Regions from separate parts of the Sus scrofa genome. Here region 2 is linked to region 1. The links are chromatin contacts, called in public promoter capture Hi-C maps. All regions are on one chromosome and are shown on one strand. The core of a region is the stretch at or near the end of the contact, and the rest is flanking DNA. Distances in the headings are between cores, read along the strand shown.

Evidence for each region. Promoter capture Hi-C pulls out the DNA fragments that hold promoters and counts their contacts.
Region 2: a promoter capture Hi-C map of liver shows a contact between it and region 1, with 1.8 times the contacts expected there. The contact joins the promoter of SORD here to the promoter of SHF in region 1. A contact is called at or near these places in 1 of 5 promoter capture datasets (liver), 1 of 47 Hi-C or Micro-C datasets (liver) and 1 of 2 datasets of contacts at active chromatin or transcription factors (alveolar macrophages).

What each region holds. Positions count from the first base shown.
Region 1 is chr1:126,543,596-126,551,036 of Sscrofa11.1, forward strand. SHF (SH2 domain-containing adapter protein F) reads left to right here and starts at 6,141. Exons shown (of 6, transcript XM_005659642.3): 1 at 6,141-6,664. The coding sequence starts at 6,167. TRNAH-GUG (a tRNA gene) reads left to right here; the gene lies at 1-25.
Region 2 is chr1:126,695,725-126,702,499 of Sscrofa11.1, forward strand. It overlaps SORD (sorbitol dehydrogenase), which reads right to left and starts at 5,360. Exons shown (of 9, transcript NM_001244162.1): 1 at 5,139-5,360. The coding sequence starts at 5,201.

The DNA.
Region 1 (7,441 bases), core at 4,891-7,390:
CTCGGTTCGAATCCGAGTCACGGCATTGTGGGAACAATGGCACGGCAAGGGGCCTGCTTTTTTTAAATTATTTATCTTTTTGTGTGCCAGTCTAAAACACGTTGTATAAATCATGACTCACTTTCTCGAAATGAACCGCTGCATCTCTATTTTGAAAACTGAGCTACACCTGCGATAGCCACCTTGAGTAATTCTCATTTAATACTCTAAATACGGCTTCAGATCAAACAATTGTTAACCCCTTCCCTCATGAAAAAATCGTTCTCTTACACCAAACAGCGCCCCTGTGGTTTTGCGGGTTTTTTTCTTTTTCATGCATTTTTTCAAAAAAATAATTTGTCCATTTTCAAATAGAGAATAAAATATGCACAAGTCCACTGAAGTGTCTCCCTCTCATTCTTCACTCCTTACCCACCAATTATTGCCAGGTTTCAATATATATTTCTTTGTCAGTCTTTGTATAAACAAATATTTATCTATGTATATATATGCAAATATATATCCCCTTGCTTCTTGCATAATAGAGACGACCTCTTCCCTTCCTCCTCTTCACCTCCAGAAATCAGACTAAACTTGAAGCATTAGATTTTGCATCCTAGGCAATATCCCTTTACTGGGAAGACTATACATACCTAGAGGGAATCTCCACCCAACTGATCCTGTCCTTTTTCTCCAAAGCCCTGGCTCCTGGCTGGGGAGGGTGGAGCACTGTTTGGGTTGATAAGACAAGGGAAAGGAAGTCCTTACTGTGCCCATAAAAAGCTTTTGGATAGGCGCCTGGGCTCTGTTAGGAATCAGCCCTATTTTGACTTCAGGCTGGAAGGGCACAGAAGCATCCTGGGTTTGGAGTTGGGAAGAGCAGCTTCACTTGATAGTTCATTTGGTGACCCCCTGCACTTCCATCTCTTATCTTATTGTCAGGATCCAACTTAAATCACAAACCACTCAAGTTAGAAAATTTTAATGCATTGAAGGGCAGAACTGAATCCTACTATATTTGTATTCCAAGAATACCACCTCTCCATAAATATTTGAACAGAGATTTCTTATTGGATTCATAAATGAGAGAAGTGGCCCAGTTTACTTTATGGTTGTCTCTTACAAGTTGTATTCTTGCAACATAGAATCACGTTATTTTCCTAGCAGTCCAATGGAAAACGTGGCCCAAATGAAGCTCCATCTACATGCAGAATCTCCAAGAACAGAGTGTGTATGTGAGTGTATGGGGATGTGTTTGAACTTTCACGGTTGTGGAGAGCAGATGGGCCCAAGGCAAGGCTGGAGACAAAAGGCAAGAGCCCAGACTTAGAAGGCAGAACCAGAAGGGATGAGAGCTCAGGACAAGACTGGCCATTCAACCTCAGGCAAACAGAAGTAAAGCCACCCTAATCAGTATCCAGTAAGAAAAATAAGTGCTAAGGACTAGGCATTGGGACATGTGCAAATCTAGGAGGTTAAGGGAGGAGGAGAGGATGTGGCTTGAGAGAAAGGAAAACACTGTCATTTTAAAGAAAGTTTGGGAAAAGAAGGTTTCAAGCACAGAGGAAGTCAGCATACTCTGCAAAGGAGAAAGAGGAATAAGAAAGTCAATAGTCTTATCATTTAGAAGTCATTGTTGATGTTTAAAACCTTCTAAAAGAGTAAATAGATAACATGTATCGGGAGTCAGAAAAAAAATGTGCACTCTTTGCCCCAGTAACTCCACTTTTGAGACTCTTTCCAAAGGAAATAATCCTAAACTTGGAAAAGTTATCTGCATACAAATGTTTGTTATAGTTATTTAGAAGGGACAAGAATGGAAATAACGTAAATGCTCAACACATAAAGTGTTGAACTAAATGAAGCTATGTTTATTTGATAAGATATTAAATAGCCATTTTTAAAGTACAAAGTCAATTTCTAAATACCATTTCCAACTAAAAGGAGTAAGACTTCAGAAGTACAAGTTGAGTCTGGAATATATTGTATGAGAAAACAAGTAAATATTTAAAGATTGGCAGGACCAAGTCAAAATAAAGCAAAAGGCTCTTAAAAAGGATTCTACTGGCCAAATCTGGGACAATTCTCAACATCAAAAAGAATAATGAAGGTAATGGATTATATCACACTGAATTTTTTGTTTGTTTGTTTGTTTTTTTGTCCTTTTGGGGCTGCACCCGCAGCACATGGAGGTTACCAAGCTAAGGGTCTAGTCGGAGCTACAGCTGCCAGCCTATGCCAGAGCCACAGAAACACAAGATGTGAGCCGCATCTGCGACCTACACCACAGCTCACGGCAACGCCAGATCCTTAACCCACTGAGCAAGGCCAGGGATTGAACCTGCAACCTCTTGGTTCCTAGTCGGAGTCATTAACCACTGTGCCATGATGGGAACTCCCACACCTTTTTTTTTTTTTTTTTTTTTTTAAAGCTTTTTTGAGACCATGGGGATGGGGAAGGGGAGAAGGAGGAGGGGGAGGGAGGAGGAGGAGAAACTCTTCTTTACAGAGGAATGTCGATAATAAATGCAGAATGACAGATTTAGTCACCATTTTGTACTCCTCACTGTAACAACAAATGTAAGCACAGATCATCAATGGATGCTAAAACCACTGGGTAAAACACTGTTGGGAACTAATAGTTAAAGGTCTAAGGACATCACAACACAACTTACTTTAAATTGTCAAGCAGAGAAATCTGATAGATTCCAACTTAAGCAAGTGATAAGCCTAGCATCACCAATAAAGAACAAAAGTGTACTATTGGCCAGCCTGCCAGTGTGACACACAGCAAAGTCCACAATGTTCCTTATGTACTTTATATACTGGTCTTTTCAAGAATGTCTAACCTGAACCTAATCACGAGGAAACCGTGGAAAGATCCAAAATGTGGGACATTCCATATGACCATTGCCAAAGACACTTTTAAAATGATCAGTGTCAGGAGAAAACAAACTAGCAAGAAAAAAATGGGGAACTGCTCAAATTTAAAGAGATTAAACAAGTGCAACAGGGGGAGCTTGATAAATCCTGATTAAGGACAAAAAAAACCCCCACAGCACTGAATATATAAAACATTCAGGGGAAAAAAGAAAAAATTAATATGAACTGTGTAATAGACAATACTATTATGATAATGGTCTTATGGCCCTATAGAATTCCTTTTTCTTAGGAAATGGCTGCTGAAGTATTTAGAGCTTGAAGGGTCATGATATCTGCAACTTGCATCAAATGGTTAAGGAAACAAAGGAGAGGGGGATAGAACAAATGTGGCAAAATGTTAGAAAGTAGTGAATCTAGGTGAAGGGTATACAGATTTTCAATGTACTTTGAATTTTTCTGTAGCTTTGAATTTTTTTGAAAAAAAAAAGTTAGAAGAAAGTAAAGCTTAGATAATTAAGATGGGGAAATTATGCAATGCTAAGTGGAAAAAAACAAGGACGGAATTGTTTATACCACAATTTTAGCTATATAAAAATAAGAACAAGAGAAATGATCTTTATTCATTTCAACATTTGTTAAGCTCCTGCCACATGACAGGCTCTGCACTAAGTGATGGGAACACCCGGCTTTCTCTTCAGAATCCTGAGTCTATGGTATAATGCTTAACATGCTTAAATTCGAGACTTTGCCATCTGGCAAACTGCACTCAAGGCTCAGAGGAACCTTGCTGTCATGGCCTCACCCCTGTGTCCTTGGTTGCTAGCAAGCTCAACAACCCTTGCTTCCAGGAGCCCACACTCTGGTAGCGGAGGAAAGTAAATCAACAAATAGTTTAAAACAAGAGTAAGTTCATCGTGCACATAAGGTATTACAGCTTTTTAATTATCATTAAACTCTACCCTTATGATATCCTCTCCCTTCCTCATCCAACTTTACTTCTTATTCTTCCTCACTTTGAATCCTCCACTTTTTTATGGTATGCTGCTTCCCATCTCAATGCCTTCACTCAACCCATGCTGACCTCCTGGTTTGTAATGTCCTTTCATGCCTTTGATTTATCTGTCCAAATCCTACCCAGCTCAGGCCTAACCCCCTCCATGAAGCCTGCCATCTTTCATGCAGACTTGGTTGATTCCTTTCCTCTGAACTGACAGCTTAATTCCATATTACTTAAGAATATGTGGCTTCATTTGACACCTACCCATTGTAAGCATTTTACAGTTTACAAAGCCTGTTCATATCCATCATTTCCCCTAACCCTCAATGACAATTACCATGCTGTCATGCCTTTTGCAGATATAAGGAAAGTGAGACAGCGGCATTGAGTACCTTGCCACCAATCCTCAAAGATCTGGCTACAGCCCGTAACTATTGTTGTCAGACACCCAGTGATTGAGGAGACCATCCAATGTGGATCAACTGGACCATTCTTCTGGACCAGTCTTTATTATCTCTATGTCCAGCATTGCTTTGTTAGCCAATTTTTTTTCAGCCTTTCAGGGCTGTACCTACGGCACATAGGTTCCCAGGTAAATCGGAGCTGCAGCTGCCAGCCTACATCATAACCAAGGCAACGCCAGATCCCAGCTGCCTGTGACCCATGGCTGGCTGCAGCTTGAGGCAATGTGGGATTTGTAACCCACTGAGCAAGGCCAAGGATCAAAGCCGCATCCTTACGCATACTAGTAGGGACCCACCGAGCCAAAATGGGAACTCCCTGTTAGTCAATTTTTTAAGCTGCACATTTTTACAATGTACATGGTATTTCCTCTATCATAAGCCATGAAATGAGGAACAATATCAGATGTTTCAGCATCTACTATAGCCCTTCCACTCAGTGTGGTGGGAGGACCAGTTGTATCTGTATCATCTGGGAGCCTGTTAGAACTACACAGGGACCCCATCCCAGCGAGACCTACAGAATCTGAAACTTCAATTTAACAAGTTCCCCAGGAGATTTGTGTTCACATTAAAGTTTGAAAAACACTGTTCTGTAACACCGACTAGAATGTGAACAGGGCAAAAACTCCACGAATATTTTGAGGGCCCTGGGAATCCTAGGGGATTCTCAGTTTTACCATCACATCTTACTCTACTCCAGCTTTAAGGCCTCTTCCCTTTGCGACATCTCTTGAGTCTTTGCCCCCTTACAAGGTAAATAGGAGCCTAAGAATAAGGGAGACACTGAGGCAGTGCCAAGGGGGGTGGGAGTGGGAGTGGGATGTTGGTGAGGTGAAGCTGCTTTCTAACTGAGCCAAAAGAAAATGTTGGCGTCAGCTTCAGGGTTACAACGTTTCTGGGGAGAAACGCTTTATTTCTAAGACAAAAATGCCTATTGCTTGAGCATCCCAGCCTCTGGAAGATAAGGGGTTTGTGATAGACAACATTGGAACTGTTTCTAGACTTGATTTATTGACTTGTCTGTTTTTATTCTGTCACTAATCTGATTGACAATGAAACCCAGGATGTGACTTGAAGGGATTTCTCTGTGCGCACACTGCCCTTAGGGCGGGGAGGAAGAGGGGGCATCTGCTTAGCGCGGGTGCGCCTGTGAGTGGGAGGGATTTGCCTGAGAGAAGGATGTGTGGAAACCCCACGGGAGACGTGGGTGCCTCTAGGGAGTTGACTGTAACGTGAGGCGTATCTGCCCAGAGTGGGTTTGAGTATGTGCGGGCGGGGCGGGCAGTTAGATTGGAGGCAGTAGGTGGGGCTCCCATGGTAGCACGCGGGAGGTGGTGGTTACAGACACATCTTACAGAACAGCCCCTGTTTCATACCCCACCCCAGTTTTTCCTCCTACGATATTATTTCCCAGGTGGGAGGCCTTGGGGAGGGTAAAGGTGGGGGCGGAAGGCTCCGGAGGGCCAAGAACCCTGGAGTCTGAGGGCTCCCCTCTCGGCGTCACGCGGGAGGTGGGAGGTGGGGAGGGGAACATATAAGGACAGGTGCGCCCCCATCAGGGGCACGTTTGGGCGACACATGGGGGATTCATCCTCAGAGGTCGCATTCCCTGCCCTCGGGGTCGCCACTTTACTTCTCCAGTATTCACAAGGGCTGGAAGCCTCAGCCCTTCTTTTACATGGGGCAGGGGAGGTAGACCCTTTTAGGTAGCGGAACCCCGCCCCTCCCTTGTTACTGACGAGCCCTACCCCCTCCAGCCGCCAGTGGAGCTCCGCCCCCTCCCCGCCCCCTCCCCGCCCCCAGCCAGGCCGCTGCTCTCCCCGCGTTCAGTCTGGCTGGCCCCATGTTACTGAGCGGAGCTCCTCCGGCTGGCTCCGGCCCGGGGCCGCGGGCGCAGGGGAGCGCAGGGGGCGGCCCGGGGGGATCGCGCCGGGGCGCCGGGGGTGCAGGAGCCGGCCCAGGAGGGGGTAGCAGCGGCGGAGTGGCCAAGTGGCTCCGGGAGCATCTGGGCTTCCGCGGCGGGGGCGGCGGCGGAGGTGGAGGCAAACCGGCGCCCCCCGAACCGGACTACCGCCCCCCTACACCCTCCCCGGCCGCACCCCCCGCACCACCCCCGGACATCTTGGCCGCCTACCGACTGCAGAAGGAGCGCGACTTCGAAGACCCCTATTCCGGGGGGCCGTCCGGCTCCGCTGCCCTAGCCACCCCTGCCGTCCCCGGCCCCACGCCGCCTCCGCGTCACGGCTCGCCCCCCCACCGACTTATTCGGGTCGAGACCCCTGGCCCCCCAGCGCCCCCTCCTGAGGAAAGGATCTCTGGACTTCCCGCCAGCAGCGACCGGGTGAGTGCCGCGCCGGGCGGAGGTGTCCAGGAGGAGAGGTGGTCAGCGGTCTGGGGCTTTCGAGAGGGACAAAGGTGCCCTGGCCGGGTCCGGGCCCCGCGGTGTCACGGTTCCTGGCGGACACAATTTTAGTCCCGGTCCCCAGGGTTCGGAGCCTTCATCCACCTTTGTTCAGATTCTCGACCTTCTTACCTGGGACGTGCTCCCCAAACTCTGCCTCTATCCCCTATTACTGCCCCAGAACTAGTGACACTCCCCCCCCACCCGCCCCCGCCCAGGCTCTGCTCTCCTCATCGCAGCCCCCGGAGCCTAATCAAGGAGCCTTTTTCTAACGGAATTTGAGCTCCCCTTCTCCCCCTTTTTATGGCCTTTCTGCCCCCTGGGAGCAGCAGCTCACTGCCCTTTGATCTCTGACCCCCGCCCCCAACCCCAGGGCGGCAGAGCTAGCACAAAGCTCCTTTCTTCCTTTTAAGAAAGCCAGAGCATCTTTGTAGGTGCTGAAGCTCCAGGAAGGAGGCGCAGGCTGGGTTTCTCTCTGTGGACACAGCAAGAGCTGGCCTTTGCCTTGCCCAGTGGCACTGGAGCCGGGTGGACTGTTGTTCTCAGGAAGCCAGAACAGGCAGTATGCAGGTCTTCACCAAGGATGCTGACCATTGAGATCCAGGCAGGCCCATTCTTTGTCCCCCCAGGTATGGGAACAATCTATGCTCAGAACCTGTTGCCCATAAGGGGCTAAGCAACTGAGTCCACTTCTCCTTTCCTCTCCTCCTCTTGGCC
Region 2 (6,775 bases), core at 4,110-6,609, 150 kb after region 1:
TCTATAATTAAACAGCACGAACCCAACATTCCAAAATGATTATTTTCCCTTTAACTTGTGCTCTCCTCATACAGCTAATCATAAAACAAAAATCTGACTATACACCCTCCATGGTGTTCATCTCCATGGAGGTAAAGGCTGTGCTGTTCCTGTTCTCTCTGTCCAGATACTCACAACTCGAGTTTGGTTGAGCTGGCTATCAAGAATAAGAGAGAGGGAGTTCCCCTCATGGCACAGCAGAAACGAATCCAACTAGGAACCATGAGTTTTCTGGTTCGATCCCTGGCCTCACTCAGTGAGTTAAGGATCCAGCATTGCCGTGAGCTGTGGTGTAGGTTGCAGCTACAGCTCTGATTCAACCCCTAGCCTGGGAACCTCTACATGCTGCGGGTGTGGCCCTAAAACGCAAAAAGAAAAAAAAGAAAAAAAAAAAAAAAAAAAAGAATGACAGATAGGAGTTCCCTTGTGGCGCAGTAGGTTAGGAATCTGGCTTTGTCAGTGCAGCTGCTTGGGTCTCTGCTGTGGCACAGGTTCAGTCCCTGGCCTGGGAACCTCCACATGCCACAGGTGCAGCCAAAAAAAGAAAAAAGAAGAATAAGTGTACTCAGTATGGCTGATGGACTGTTGCTGACAGACAATACAATATGCACAGAAATTCTATCTGTGAAAGGGGCATTTATAAGTGTTTATCGCATTTTGACATTGCTCTAACATCCAAATACAGGGATACAAATATATAGGTCTGTGGCCGATTGGAAATAAAAACAAAATTGGTCCTTCATCTCAGTTTGTAAAGCCCAGTATTAAAGCACTGAGCACATGCCTACAATGGGGCAGGCACTTAACATATTCATTCCCTTCATTTCCCTTACCATTCAAGTGAAACCTAGAGCGTTAAAAAAAAACCGAAGCTGCTTTCCTCCCCCCCCTTCTTCCCCCCCCCCCTCCCGGTCACATAGCTGGTTAATTTCTTGAAACAGAAGACTTGGGAAAAACTCTGAAAACACTTTTTGCAGCGGTTGCCTGTGAGGGGGGGTCTTCGCCTCTGGCATATAGAAGTTCCTCCTATGTATGAAGTACCTTGTGGCAACACAGAATCCTTAACCCACTGAGCCAGCCAAGCAAGGATCAAACCCGCACTTTTTTTTTTTTTGTCTTTTTAGGGCCGAACCCACTGCATCTGGAGGTTCCCAGACAAGGGGTAGAATGAGAGCTGTAGTTGCCAGCTTACACCACAGCCACAACAACACCAAATCCAAGCCACAGCTTCAACCTACATCTCAGCTCACGGCAACCCTGAATCCTTAACCCACTGAGGGAGGCCAGGGATTGAACCTGAGTCCTCATGGATACTAGTCAGGTTCGTTACCACTGAGCCAGGAAGGTAACTCCCAAACCCACATTCTCATGGATACTGGTAGGGTTTTTAACCTGCTGAGTCACAAAGGGAATTCCTGAAAACCTTTTTCATAACTTTTTTTTTGGTCACCCCGCAGCAATATGGAGTTCCCAGGCCAGATACAGATCCGAACTTGCATCCTGGTGCTGCAGAGACAATCCTGATCCTGTTCTGCCACAGCAGGAAATGTGAAAATCCTTTTTTTTTAAGTAACACATTTGTAAGGACAATATTCATTTATGAAGGTGTCTCCCTCAATGTACCAAGAAGAGTATGACCAAATCTTTAGACACTCATCAACTTAGAAGGCAATGACTTAAATGTGTATATCAACCTTACTCTTGTCTTCTGTGCTTTTCCTGGCAACTTCCATTAACTGACTCTCTCCATCCTCAACATCCTCTTTTCTCTTTAGCTGAAGACGGCAATTTAAAGTGAGGGCTTTGGCCATATTGTCAAGTTTCTCAGTTTTCCTGGGTCTCTTCCATGAACACATGTTATTAAAATTTTGTTTGGAGTCCCATGGTGGCCTAGTGGTTAAAGATTCAGTGTTGTCACTACTGTGGCTGTGTCTGATCTCTGGCCAGGGGATTTCCACATGCCCCAGGTACAGCTTAAAAAAAAAAAAAAAAGAAAAGAAAGAAAAGAAACAAACAAAATAATGTTTTGTTTGATTTTCTCCTGTTAATCTGTCTCATGTCAATTTAAATCTTAGACCAGCCAGAAGAACCTAAAAGAGCAGAGGAGAATTTCTTCCTCTAACATACCATCTAATCCTCACACAACTCAGATGTGAGTACTACTATCATCCTCTATTACACAGAAAGGAAAATGAAGTGGAAATTGGCAAGTTGTAGAAGCAGTAGAGTGGGGCTAAATCCCACTCTGGCCCCAACCTGGCTTGTGACGTCATTACTGTTTCCATTTGAAGAGGATCTCAACAAGCTGACACTGTTTTGCTGATAGAATGTCATCACTCCCACTGCTCCTGTAAAGTCTACACGTTGTCTACTTAAAATGGGAGTGGGGAGGAGTTTCCGCTGTGCCATGGCGGGAATTCGACTACGAACTATGAGGTTATGGGTTTGATCCTTGGCCTCACTCAAGTGGGTTAAGGATCTGGCATTGCTATGAGCTGAGGTGTAGATCACAGACACGGCTCGGATCTGGTGTTGCTGTGGCTGTGGCACAGGCCGGCAGCTGTAGGTCCAATTAGACCCCTAGCCTGGGAACCTCCATATGCCAAGGGTGCGGCCCTAAAAAAAGAAAAAAAAAAAAAAAAAGGTGGGAGTGGGGAGGGGTGTAAGAGTGAACATCCTTAAGTCTTCTTTGTAAGGAATGATATAAGGAAACCATCAGTCCTTCAGTATATATATTTGTACACACACTCCCACTCTCTTATTTACCACCCAACTTACAAACGCCCAAGAGCCCAAACCACTGTTCAGGCTCAAGTCCTCAGGCCAAGGAGCACTGGATTTGCCAAGGCTCCTCCCTTGCTGATGATCACTAGTTACCTAGCAGTGAAGGAGTTTAATTTTTTCTTCCCTGCAGCCATAGCTTGAAGAAAAGGGAATCCTGCCTTCTCCAAAGGCAGGTAGAAGGAAGGCTGGGTGTCAGGTTTCCTTCCTGGCAGGTAGGGGACAAGTTTCAAGTGGCCCAGGTCACATTTTCCCACAGAACCACTGCTCTGGCTACTGGTTGGTGTCTGAAACAGTATGGCAGCACTGGGCAGAACTGAGCCCTCATTTGCTGCTTCAGAATCCTGCTTCAGATTTAAGATATGGGCTTTTCTCCAGACATCTCCCTTCACATGAGTTCTTGAGACAACAACAATTTTTTATCAGAAGACCATGTTCCTGGTTGGCCCAAGTGACCACAGCCTACTGTGGTCACAAAATCACTAATAAAACACTATTCACTACTAATACACTATTTACAGGGCCAGTAACCAGGACCTGCAATCTTGTACTTCACTTTTCTTTGCACTTGCTCGTCCATGTTCCTGAAAGACCCCTAGTTTCCCTCCAGCTCAGTGTCATTCATCTCCTCTTGGGCCTCTGACCTGGGCCAAAGGCTCCTCCTGTGAGGCTTTTACTCTGTGGCATCTATCAAAGTCCTCACACAGTCTTATGGTTTACTTCATCTGTCTGACTTCCTAGAGCAGACTGGGGGTAGGGGCTGTGTCTTCTCTGGGTCCCCAACCCAGTGCTTGGCACATGGCAGGCACCCAGCCTTGCATCTAGGAAATGTTTGTGGAATGCAGGACTGAGTTTGAAGTCACTCTGTAAGCCGAATATAGCTGTACCCCTTTTCCTTTTTAATACCATGTAGAGTTTGTAGCAAGAAGCACTAACAGTGTCACTTGAATTTAGGACTTTGGGTGGAGGCTCCAAGGGAGTAGAAAGAGCACTTCAATGAACAGGAATCTGAACCTCTGGGTTCTTTTCTGGGCTCTGTTAATTAAGTTGTCACCTTGGGGATGGCACTTTTTCCAACTGAGGAAATGGCTCTGGGCAGTTCTTCGCCTGGGATTCACAGACCTCTAAAGGGTCTTTGGAGAAGGGGCTTAAAGGAAGTTCATAAATTCTGAAATTACTGCCTAACTCAATCTGTTTGCATCTATGGGGAGAGAGACTACAGATTCTCAAGTAATCAAGAACTGCTAATCTGGATAATTTTCTGAGTCTCTCCAATCTAGAAGGGGGAGGAAGTGCTAGGGAATAGCAGATATGGCTAGCAACCATCCCACATAATACTACCCAGGCCCATCTGAGATGGATTTGTCAAGAGAGCCCTGGCACAACCACAGAGCTGATTCTTCAGCTCCCAAACTTTGGCCTCAGGAGCCAGGGAGCAGAGGCAGAGTCCAGGGTGGAGCAGACACATACATAATGCTCTTAAAGGGAGAGGGGAGCAGGATCAGGAAGGAAAATGGCTGCAAGGTGAACTAGACATGGACTCAGGGAAGTAAGGAATAAAGTAGTAGAGTGGTGGAGATGGCACAGGTATAGGGAACACCAAGAGTCCTGGAGATGGACGCCTTTGCTAGCAGGAAAAGAGGAAGGAGCTGGCACTTCTTCTTCTTCTTTTTTTTTTTCTGGCCATACCCAGGACTTGTTTAAATCCCTGGGCCAGGGACTGAACCAGACCGGCCGCTGCAGTGACACTGTCTGGATCATTAACACAAAAACACTCCCAGGAGCTGGCACTTCTGAGTATCTATTAAGTGCTGGGTACTCTGCTGATCACGATAATCCTACAAAGGAGGCTTTATCAGCCCCAAGCAAGAGAGATTAAATACAAGTTCCACAGCTTTTAAGTGTCTCTCTGGCTTCCCTTTCTTTCCTGCACTGTCTGCCCAGTGGAGAAATTCACAGCATGTCCTAAGTCAGGCAGCCTCTCCTGCAAAGCGCAACGACAAGAGGCTTGTACTATGAATCTGCAGCTGGCAAAAGAGAGAGGAGGCTTCAATCATTTTGCAACTGTCCGGGCTCTGGCCACGTGGCTAGTTTCCAGGAAGCACGCGACAAAAACCCTGCTCTTAGCACCGTGGAACCCTCGGCCACCGCCAACCCTCCCCCTCCCCCCAACATGGTAACCAGCTCGGATCTGGTCGTCCAGGGCGTGCAGAATGGGGCCCGCACCACGCTGGAACTGATGACCTGAGACCGCGTTTTGGCTTGCAGGCGAGTAAGACAGGGGCAGGCTAGATTCTCCACTCCCATTCCAGTTTTACCAGGCGCAGGTCTCCAGGTCCGTGCACCACCAGGGAGAGGTTCTCGGGCTTGGCCGCCGCCATGTCGCTCTTTCTTTCTCAGGTCGAGGTTGCGGTCCGCAGGTCGCGAGGTGAATCGGTTGGCAGCCCGGTCTCGGGTTAGGGGTGAGGGGCCAGAGGCCGGGATTTGACTAAGAGCTCGCGGCCAGCGAGGGGCGGGGCTTCCTAGTCCCCGACAGCCGAGGCGGGGCTAGCGTGGAGGGGCGGGGCTGCTCTGCTCCCTCCCAGGATCAGCCTGTGGGGTGGGGAGGGGGTAGGGAAGGGAAGGGAGGGGCAGCAAAGACCGACTTAACCTAGCTCCGTTGGCAGCACACTGTTTGCCTCACCTCCAAGCAGACAAATCTGCCCTGAAAGTAACCTGCGGAGGTAACAGCTCCACAGACGAGTGTTCTCAAACTTCAGCTGCAGAAGGGGGGGGGGGGGGTAGGCAGTATGGGGCAGTTTCTCAAGACAAGCACTGAAATTTTGATATAGTAAATCTAGTCTAAGCTGAGGCCTGAGGGTCTGTATTATTAGCATTAAGAATGCTTAGGCTGCAGGTAGGGCACATCTACAACTGGGGAAGAGGTGTTGCACTGACAGAGCGTGCAACTAGCCTGGTGTCCCCAGCATCCAGCAAAGTGCCTAGCACCAGAAGAAGTGAATGAATGAATTTGTGCATCATTCCATGGGCCCGATGCATCAGTGCAAAGAAGCTGTGAAATGAAATATGTGAGCCTCTTTCTCTTAACCAGCTCTGCTTCTAATATTACAAGCAGGATTTCTGTCCAAATTCTTCCTTCAAGTCTCTCTCCCCTTCAAGAAACAGCAAAGTTTTGAAGTTTTACTCTAAAGGGGAGAGAACTGCCCTCTTGAAAAGCATGTCTATAAAGGCCCCTCCCTTCTTTAAGGATTTTGAAGACAGTGTAGGGATTTCATTATCTACAGCCTCTACCCCTTCCCCAGACACTCCACCAGATCCTCTTACCTCTACCAGGAGACTTTTCCCAGCATCTCTCCCCCTGAAGATGTCTCAGTGTGGTACTTATTGTATGCCCCACATAAGGGACACAGCCTGTACTTTCACTAGTGATTATCTCTTCCACAAAACCATTGGAAGCCCACTGAGGCTAAGGCCTCATTTCTTAAATTCAAAATAAAAGAAAAAAAATTGATGATGACATGAATCAAGCTCTGGAATGCCAATAATGACAAAAGGGGAAGGAGGGGGTGGTATTACAAGGTATAACAAAACAATGGGATGGATTTTGCGGTGGACTCACAGAGTCAGTAGTGTTCTTTGCTTTGAGATACCTCCCACAAGGTCTGGCTGTGCTTGGCTAGTTCCCCAGGCTGCTCTTGCACTCAGCTTCTGAGCAGGCTTTGGAGAGGTGACTAACTAGGGGTTGCCTGCCTTTACTCATGCACCTAAATTTAAAACTCAGCTTCCCCTCTTTGCCTTATGGGGTTTCCTCACAGTTTCCCAGCATTTCTTTTCAATGAGTAAAGCTGAAGATGGAGACAGCCCCATGACTGGCTCAAGGGCTACTTGAAGTAGACACTTCTTGAGTTTTAAATCAAGAAAACAGAACACCAGAACCAAAGCAAAAGTCACTGAA